2 separate regions of the Mus musculus genome follow, and region 2 is linked to region 1. A link is a contact called in public HiChIP or PLAC-seq data. All regions are on one chromosome and are shown on one strand. The core of a region is the stretch at or near the end of the contact, and the rest is flanking DNA. Distances in the headings are between cores, read along the strand shown.

The links. HiChIP or PLAC-seq counts read pairs in DNA pulled down with a chosen protein or histone mark.
Region 2: a contact with region 1 is called in an H3K27ac HiChIP or PLAC-seq map of embryonic stem cells, with 2.1 times the contacts expected there. The contact joins two enhancer-like sites. A contact is called at or near these places in 1 of 484 Hi-C or Micro-C datasets (cerebral cortex) and 4 of 115 datasets of contacts at active chromatin or transcription factors (embryonic stem cells and large pre-B cells).

Annotation. Positions count from the first base shown.
Region 1 is chr2:169,513,476-169,517,249 of GRCm38.p6, reverse strand. No RefSeq gene overlaps it. Among named protein-coding and RNA genes, the nearest start is that of Gm34112, 20 kb to the right of the region's middle. Within about 2 kb of position 1,594, at least 38 of the 459 cell types and tissues checked have an H3K27ac peak or open chromatin away from gene starts, as enhancers often do. A contact at or near this core is called in embryonic stem cells, where this site is marked.
Region 2 is chr2:169,726,918-169,730,691 of GRCm38.p6, reverse strand. The region is part of intron 1 of Tshz2 (teashirt zinc finger family member 2); the gene reads right to left. Among named protein-coding and RNA genes, the nearest start is that of Gm34344, 62 kb to the right of the region's middle. Within about 2 kb of position 1,896, at least 22 of the 459 cell types and tissues checked have an H3K27ac peak or open chromatin away from gene starts, as enhancers often do. A contact at or near this core is called in embryonic stem cells, where this site is marked.

The DNA.
Region 1 (3,774 bases), core at 345-2,844:
TTATTCCCCAAGGCTTTCTTTCTTAAAAAAAATAATTGTCATAAATAGTATGAGTGATGTTGATCTTTTTCTGCCTTCCAGTATCTGCTTTAAGATGTAATCTCAGCCAAGGAATGAATCTGCTTTGTCCATGTAACAGAAATCCCAAGAACTTAACTTGGTGCCAAGTAGGTAGCAGGTACCCCATAAATATTAATTAACTGAGTGGATGGATATTTGGATAGATGGATGGATGGATGGATGGATGGATGGATGGATGGATGGATGGATAAATGGAAGTATGGATGATGTTTGAATATATAGATGGATGGATGGGTGGATGGATGGATGGATGGATGGATAGATGGATGAATGGATTGTTGGATAGATGGGTGGATGAATGGATTATTGGATAGATGGATGGATGGATGGATGGATGGATGGATTGATGGATTGATGGATAGATATTGTTGGATAGATGGATGGATGGATGGATGGATGGATGGATGGATGGATGGATGGGTGGGATGGATAGATGAATGGATAAATGGATGTATGGATGATGTTTGAATATATAGATGGATGGATAAATAAATGGACAGATGGATAGATGGATAGATAAGTGGATGGGTGACTAGATGGGTGAATAAATCTATGAATAGGTGGTAGAGGAATTGATGCATGGATGCATGGTTAAATGAATTAAAAGTGAGGAAGAAAAGAACAGAGATAAAGTATATTAGGGCCTATAAACAAAATGGATTACAAAAGCCAAATTCAAAACAGAAAAATTCTTGTGCTTTAGTTTTAGTCTCTTGTTTCTTCCTTTTGTTCTCCTAGTAAATATTATCTGGATCACAGAGCACATTTGGCGGTGTCCAGAGAGAGCTAAATCTTAAAAGCAAAGACTAAAAAGAAAGCCAAGGGAGATCAAAGGAAAAGATCCACAAAGGTAAAACAAAGGCCAGAAAATCCCCTGCACAGCAGGCACATCCACCCGGGCTGGGCAAGAACTATTCTGGCTTATTATGAAGCTCAATGTTTCATTGTTGAGATGTGAGGTTTTAAGTCATACTAATTCTTCCAAAATTCTGTCAACCTTCCTGTGTTTCACTTGAGGACTATCTTACTGACATTCTCTTTGCTGTGATGAAATATCCTGACAAAGGCCCTCAAGGGAGAAAGGTTGTGTTTGTCTTAGGGTTCCAGAGGGATACAGTCTATCATGGCTGGGGAGATGCAGCAGTGGGCAGGGAGAGCAACAGGAGGGTTGCTGGTCTTGTGGCATCCTACACAGAGGAATCACAGAGGGATCAGCACAAAGGGCTAGGATATAAAACTGGAAGGCCTGCTTCCGGGTCCCCACCTCCTCCAAAAAGGCTATCTCCTGAACTTTCTACAACTTCCTCAAACATTGCTGCCAATTGGGGAGCAAATGTCCTACGAAGAACCATTCATATTGAAATCACAAGACCTCATGACTACCAGGTGGCCCCTGCACTTCTGCAACGGGTGATAGGCACAATAAGTGATGAGCAGACTTGGAGGTCACTACTGGTCCAGACCTTTTAACCACAGGAAGTAGGCAGCTTCGGGTGACTGACTGAACGTGGCACAAAGGAGGGTGGGTGGTATCTGAGGACTAGCAGAAGCCGGTGTTTACCGTGTTTACCGCGGACTGTAATTTGAATGTGAAGTGTTCCTATCCGGTCACGTGCTTCACTATTTTCCACCCAGTGGAGACAGCTGTCTTGGGAGGTTACAGAATCTTTAAAGGTGGAAGGAAGTGGGGCACTCTGGGGGCGAGCCTTGGGGTTATATCCTGGCCTTGTTTCCAACTTGCTCTCTGCTTCCTGATCCTCCCCGATGTGGATGTAAGCAAGCTCCTGCTGCCATGCCTCCCTGATCCCACGAGTCTATCCCCTCCAACGCCAAGCCAAACCAACGCCTTCTTTCCTAACCTGTTTTCCACGGGGATTTTATTATGAGATGAGAAAGGGATAACAGCCTTCATGCAAATGCGCTCTTCTAAGGCTGAATTTTAGTCCTTTCCAGAGAGTTCAGGCCCCTGATTGAGAAAGAGCAATGACCAGGTAGTTTCTGTTTGGAATCGCATGGGGGGGGGGGGGGTCTAATACCCAGATCTCATTGGGCGAATTTGGGTCATGTGATTAGCTCTAATTGCAGAGAAGCAAGCCTGAGTTTTCCAAACCTCTGTCTTCCAGGGAGTTCAGGGGGAAGGGAGATGTAAATGGCTTTTGGAAATTCATTTGCCAATTTCCGCTGCCTCTGCCCATTATGACTTGGGAAGGGCGGGATAAAAGGCCAGTTCATCCATCCTTCCGGTGGACAAATGCAGAATGAGGTTCTCTCGCAAAGCAAAGAGCTCCACTCCAGGTAATGTATTATATTTTGAGCACTGAATGTTTGACAATACATTTCACGGCTCATTTCCTGCTACTTGTGAACGCTAGTAAACACTCAGAGAGAAAATACACATTTTTCATGTCAAATATCCTTGCGACTCCCCCTCCTCCGGCTTGTCAACAGTTAAGCGGACCCCTCTGAGGACAGTCTGCTCGAAATATAATCTTCTGAGACACTAAACCTTAATCTGTCTTAAAATTCCTGTTGTTTCTAGATAAAAGGTTCGTGCAGAAGTATTTCACGAAGCACATCCGTTTTCATGGTGGAGAATAAATTGTATAGTTGGAGACATCGTAGCCCGTGCTGAATTGCCCTTCCCAATCCAGCGTTTAAGAATTTCACCTGGATTACTCTCGCCATCGATCTAGCTAATTCGGTATCATTATTTTTCTCTCATCTCGGCAGGATTTATCCTTCTCTGAAATGAGCTTACGGCATAATAAGATGATCGAAGAGAAAAGACAATGTTGGTGAACCTGGTGTCACTGAATTTCCCACTTCGCAGCCAGGACTAGAACTGAGAAGCTTTGAAAGTCCCCCAATAGAACCGTTTTCTTAAAAAAAGGATTTCAACATGCTATGTTTCATAAGGAGTCTGGCATTGCATAGAGTAACTGGTCCGTTAACTTTCACTGCCAAGTGGGCACAGTCTGGAGTCACCTGAGAGGGCAGTCTCCATTAAGAGATTTCCCAGATTAGACTGCCATGCCGGTGTCAATTGATGGAGGAGGGTTCAGCCCTCTGTGGGCGGTACCGTTGCTTAGGAAGATAGTCCTGGGTGGCATAAGAAAACGTTACTAGCTTCAGGTCCCTACCTTGAGTTCCTGCCCTGACTTCTGTCATGGATAACTGTGGTCTGGAAGTGTAAGCAAAATAACCGCTTTTCTCCCTAAGGTTCATTTGGTCAGAGCGTTTTACATGGCAACAGCGTGATCCTAAGACATGGGCCTCCTGTAGATGCTTGGATTCCTCTTGTTTCTCACCTGCCCCTCCTCTTACACGTAGGATGGGAATCACCAGGCATAAGCAGCCTGCCTTGTGAAGTCAGGATCAAGCCATGCGGGTAATTCAGCATCTCCAGTATGTGCCCTCTCAGGCTCGCGGGGTCAAAGACTCGGCCTCCAGCTGGTGCCTGTTCCAAGAGGTTGTAGAGCCTTTTAGAAAAGATGCCTAGTTGACAGGCTTGGGGGTTTAGGGGTGAACTATATGGGTGTAACCCCAAGTGAAGCCTGAGCTTTCAGCTTCTTGATCATAATAAAACCCAGTACAATAAAAAATAAAATAAAAATATCCAAAAATGAAAGGAAGCAGGGTGGTTAATGTTCAATACCATTATCTGTTTAATCAGATACAACCAACCTCTCTATC
Region 2 (3,774 bases), core at 647-3,146, 210 kb before region 1:
ATCATCTCAAATTGGTCCTAATACATGGATCAGCGCTGAGGTTCTACCCTCGTCACTCTTTCTGCCTCTCTCTACTTCATCCCTTATCCCAGGCTGATTCATCCTTTCAACTCCAACTAAACGGCACGGCTTTATCCCAGAGGATTCTCTTGCGTGCTGATCTTGCCAAGTTCACAGTTCTCCATCTTCGCTACCCTGGAGACTTCTCCACGTGGACTCCGAATCCTTCTTGCTTCCTTTCCCCTGCCTTTCCATCAGAATTCATCTCCCCATCTCTTTACCTCCTATCTTTGGGTCTTTTTTTCCCTTTATGCAAATACTCACAACACTGAGATTGCATGCCATTGTTTATCACTCTTTCTTTAGTAACGTCCTGAATAAACTGGGGTTGCACTGGAGAGTCCCTTTTGCATTTGAACCCTTTCCAACACCACATAATTTGGAAACTGTATGGTTGGCTGCAAGTTAAGCCATCAAGTCCCCCAGGGTCCCTGGTGACCATCACCCTTCCTCTATGTCCCATCATCTCCCCTCATCTCCTGCTTGTTGTTTTGGTGAAGATTCATCAGCCTTCTTTATAAGCCACTGCCAGAGGGCCAGATGAATCTTCCTAAAACAGGGTGCCTCCTCACAGGGCCCCCAACCACTCTCTCCCAAATTGGGAACTGCCTTGGAAACCCATCTGGCGCAAGCACCTCTCGCTACAAATGAGGAGAGTGAAGTCATGGAATAGATAGCAAGGATCCTGCCTGTAGAGGTGACCAGGGAATCTGCCTGTTTTGGTGCCGGGCTATTAACTGATCAAGTGCATCACTAGCTCCTTCTCACACTGTCCCGGAAGAGCCTACATCCTACCCACAGAACCAACCAGTTTGTCTTTGTTTGTCCTTCCTGGGTTCTCCCTGGCTGAAAACTGAATATCTCCAATCCTGAGTGCTCCATGAGTCCCCTTGCTGGTGGCGATGGTCGTTTACTCCATTGCCACTAACATCTTCATTCTGATCTTTTCTTGACTTAGGGGTGGCTTAGTTCTTGTCAGTCATGGTGGCTTGCTTCCTGTGCCTAGACCGTTCCATCCAAGCCCTTCACATGTCTACCACACCTTCCCATTTACATCCAACCATTTCTATGTCTACGTTCCTCCATCTTAAAGTTTCTACATCCCGTCTTCCATGATTCCTCTCACTTGGCCCTTGTACTTCCTTCTCTGCCTGCCTAGATCAGCTCATGTCAGCAATCAGCGTCTGTGACCTGTTCTTTCTGTCCACAGACACACATTTTTGGAATCTGACTTCAGTTCTAATGGTGTCTCCATTTTAGTCTGTCCTTTAGCCATTCAATGATCAAAACTATCAACCCTCAAACTGGTGAGGAAGTGGAGGTCCCACTTCCTCTGTTTCCCATTGCACAGACTGTTACCGGGAAAGAACAGGAAACGCCTGGTTGGAAACATCCAGGACCTGACAACCAAGAAGGCAATCACATCAAGGGTTGACACTCCCTGTCTCTTTTTATTTATTTGCATGGCCCAGTAGATTCCGTTCTCAATCGTTTTAACAGTCCAAGACCCGTCAGGGCCAGCACATCACCGTGATCTATCGTCGGGGTAAAAAATCTCGTGGTGGTGACAGCCTAGATTGACAGCGATGTTTAAATCCTAAACTAGTCTCTGGATGACATTCAATTTTTTGTCATGAAGTTTCAAAATGTGACTGGAGCCTTTTCAAAGCTTTCCGCCTGGTGGAAACGCCGGTGGCAAAAGCAGACATAAACCAGCTGTGGTGGACTGGGAAAAACACTGACCTTTGAGGCCAAACACCTAGGGAGGGGCTAGGGCTCTGATGGGGGAGTCAAGCATGTTTCAAACAAGTCCTCCCTCCTGCAGTGGCTCCCAATAAGTGGAGCCCAGCTCTGAAGACACAGGAAGCATGTGACCCGCATGCCTGGCCCAGGAGGGGTGAGGTGTTTAAAGACCTTGTTTCAAAGAAGTGATTTACATTTGTATGCGCAGATAGGCTTCTGTTTCTTCCCAATCGGAATATGCCTTTATTAAGAGTCCCTGGAACTCAGACACAGCAACCACAGTTTTCCTTTCCCTTGTTCATTGTTGTGTAAGTTTTGTCTGCCTCTCCAGTCCATACCTATTCCAATAAATAGAAGTATTAAAAATTCCAGGCTTGTTTTACTGTTGCATTTGTCACAGATTCTTTTCAACCTAACACTAAACCCACTTTCTTTGACTTGAATTCTGAATGGTTCTCTCCAAAAGGACAAACTGAGGCCCTGGGTCAACACAAAGGCCAGAGTTTTGATCATCCCTTTCAGGGAAGCTCAAAATACAAGGATATACAAGATATACAAGCTCAAGATATACAAGGATTCCATTTCATCAGTGCTGTCTCAAGTATATTTGAATACCGAAAGGTGTGCAATGAGGAAAAAGACACTTAGCTTCTCAGTCAAAGAGTGTGCCACTAGGCAAATGATCTGTCTCAGAAGGTAAAGCGCTTGCTCGATGCCAAGTCTGATGGCCCGAGTTTGAACCCCAGGACCCACATGGCAGAAGGAAGGAACTGACTCCCACGAGCTATCTTCTGCCCTCCACATGCACACAAGCTTTGGCTTGCATGTCACCCCTTCCCCACACACAGACAAACATTACTAAAAGTATTCTTAAAAGAAGGAAAGAGTATTTTAATCAAGGGAATATATATTTAACTTCAAAAGTCATCAAGGAGGGCCCCACAGGGGGGTGACATTGAGCAGAAGGTAACCTCCCTCATAGTGACATGTAAGACCCGGAACTGGAAAGCCATGCCTGTCACTTTTTGTCCGTTCTTGAAATTTGGAACTCAGACACAGTAGTGTCCACACTTTGGATATCCTAAAGTATGCAATGAAAGCTTGGCCCAGAGAAACCCTGAACAGAACCCTTGTGATTAATAGCCTGTGCATTCAGCTGATGTATATTGTGAGTACAAACACTGAGGTCAGTGGAAATGATAATTAAACATGCATATTTCACAATGGAAAAGTCCCATCCATCAACCTGGACCCCAAACTGAAAACAGAGGGATGTTTTCCACTTGGCAGATGGAGTTAATAGTGTGCAAGAATCACTCTGTTCATCTCTCAGAATAGTTTCCCAGGCTGGACTGTTGAAAAGGATCCATTAGTTCATCCCATATCAGCCTCTTCCTTTTAAGAGATAATAATTTCATTGTTAAAAGTGACTCACACTGTAGTTAAGTAACAGGAAAAGAAAACATTAAGAAAAAAACCCCTAAAACCATCCAATATCCCAGCGTTGAAAAAAAAAACCATTTTAATATGAATTATATTTCAGATGTGTTTCTATCCATATGGGATAGATAAATAGATTGTTAGATGAATGGATCAGTAGATAGATAGATTATGGGTGGACAAGTGGGTGGATAGATGTATGAATACATGGATGAGTGGATGGATGGATGGATGGATGGATGGATGGATGGATGGATGGTTAGGTAGATGTATGCATGCATGGATGAGTGGATAGATGGAAGGATGAATGGATGGATGGATGGGTGATGAGCAGATGGGTAGGTAGGTAGGTTTACATATGTATGAACGAGTAGATGGATAGATGGACAGATGATGAGTGGATGGTTAGGTAGGTGGATATATGAATGCATGGATGAGTATATGGATGAGTGGATGGATAGATGAATGGATGGGTGGATGGGTGGATGGATGGATGTTGGGCCCTATTTGTCCCTGGTTTGGACCTTGAGG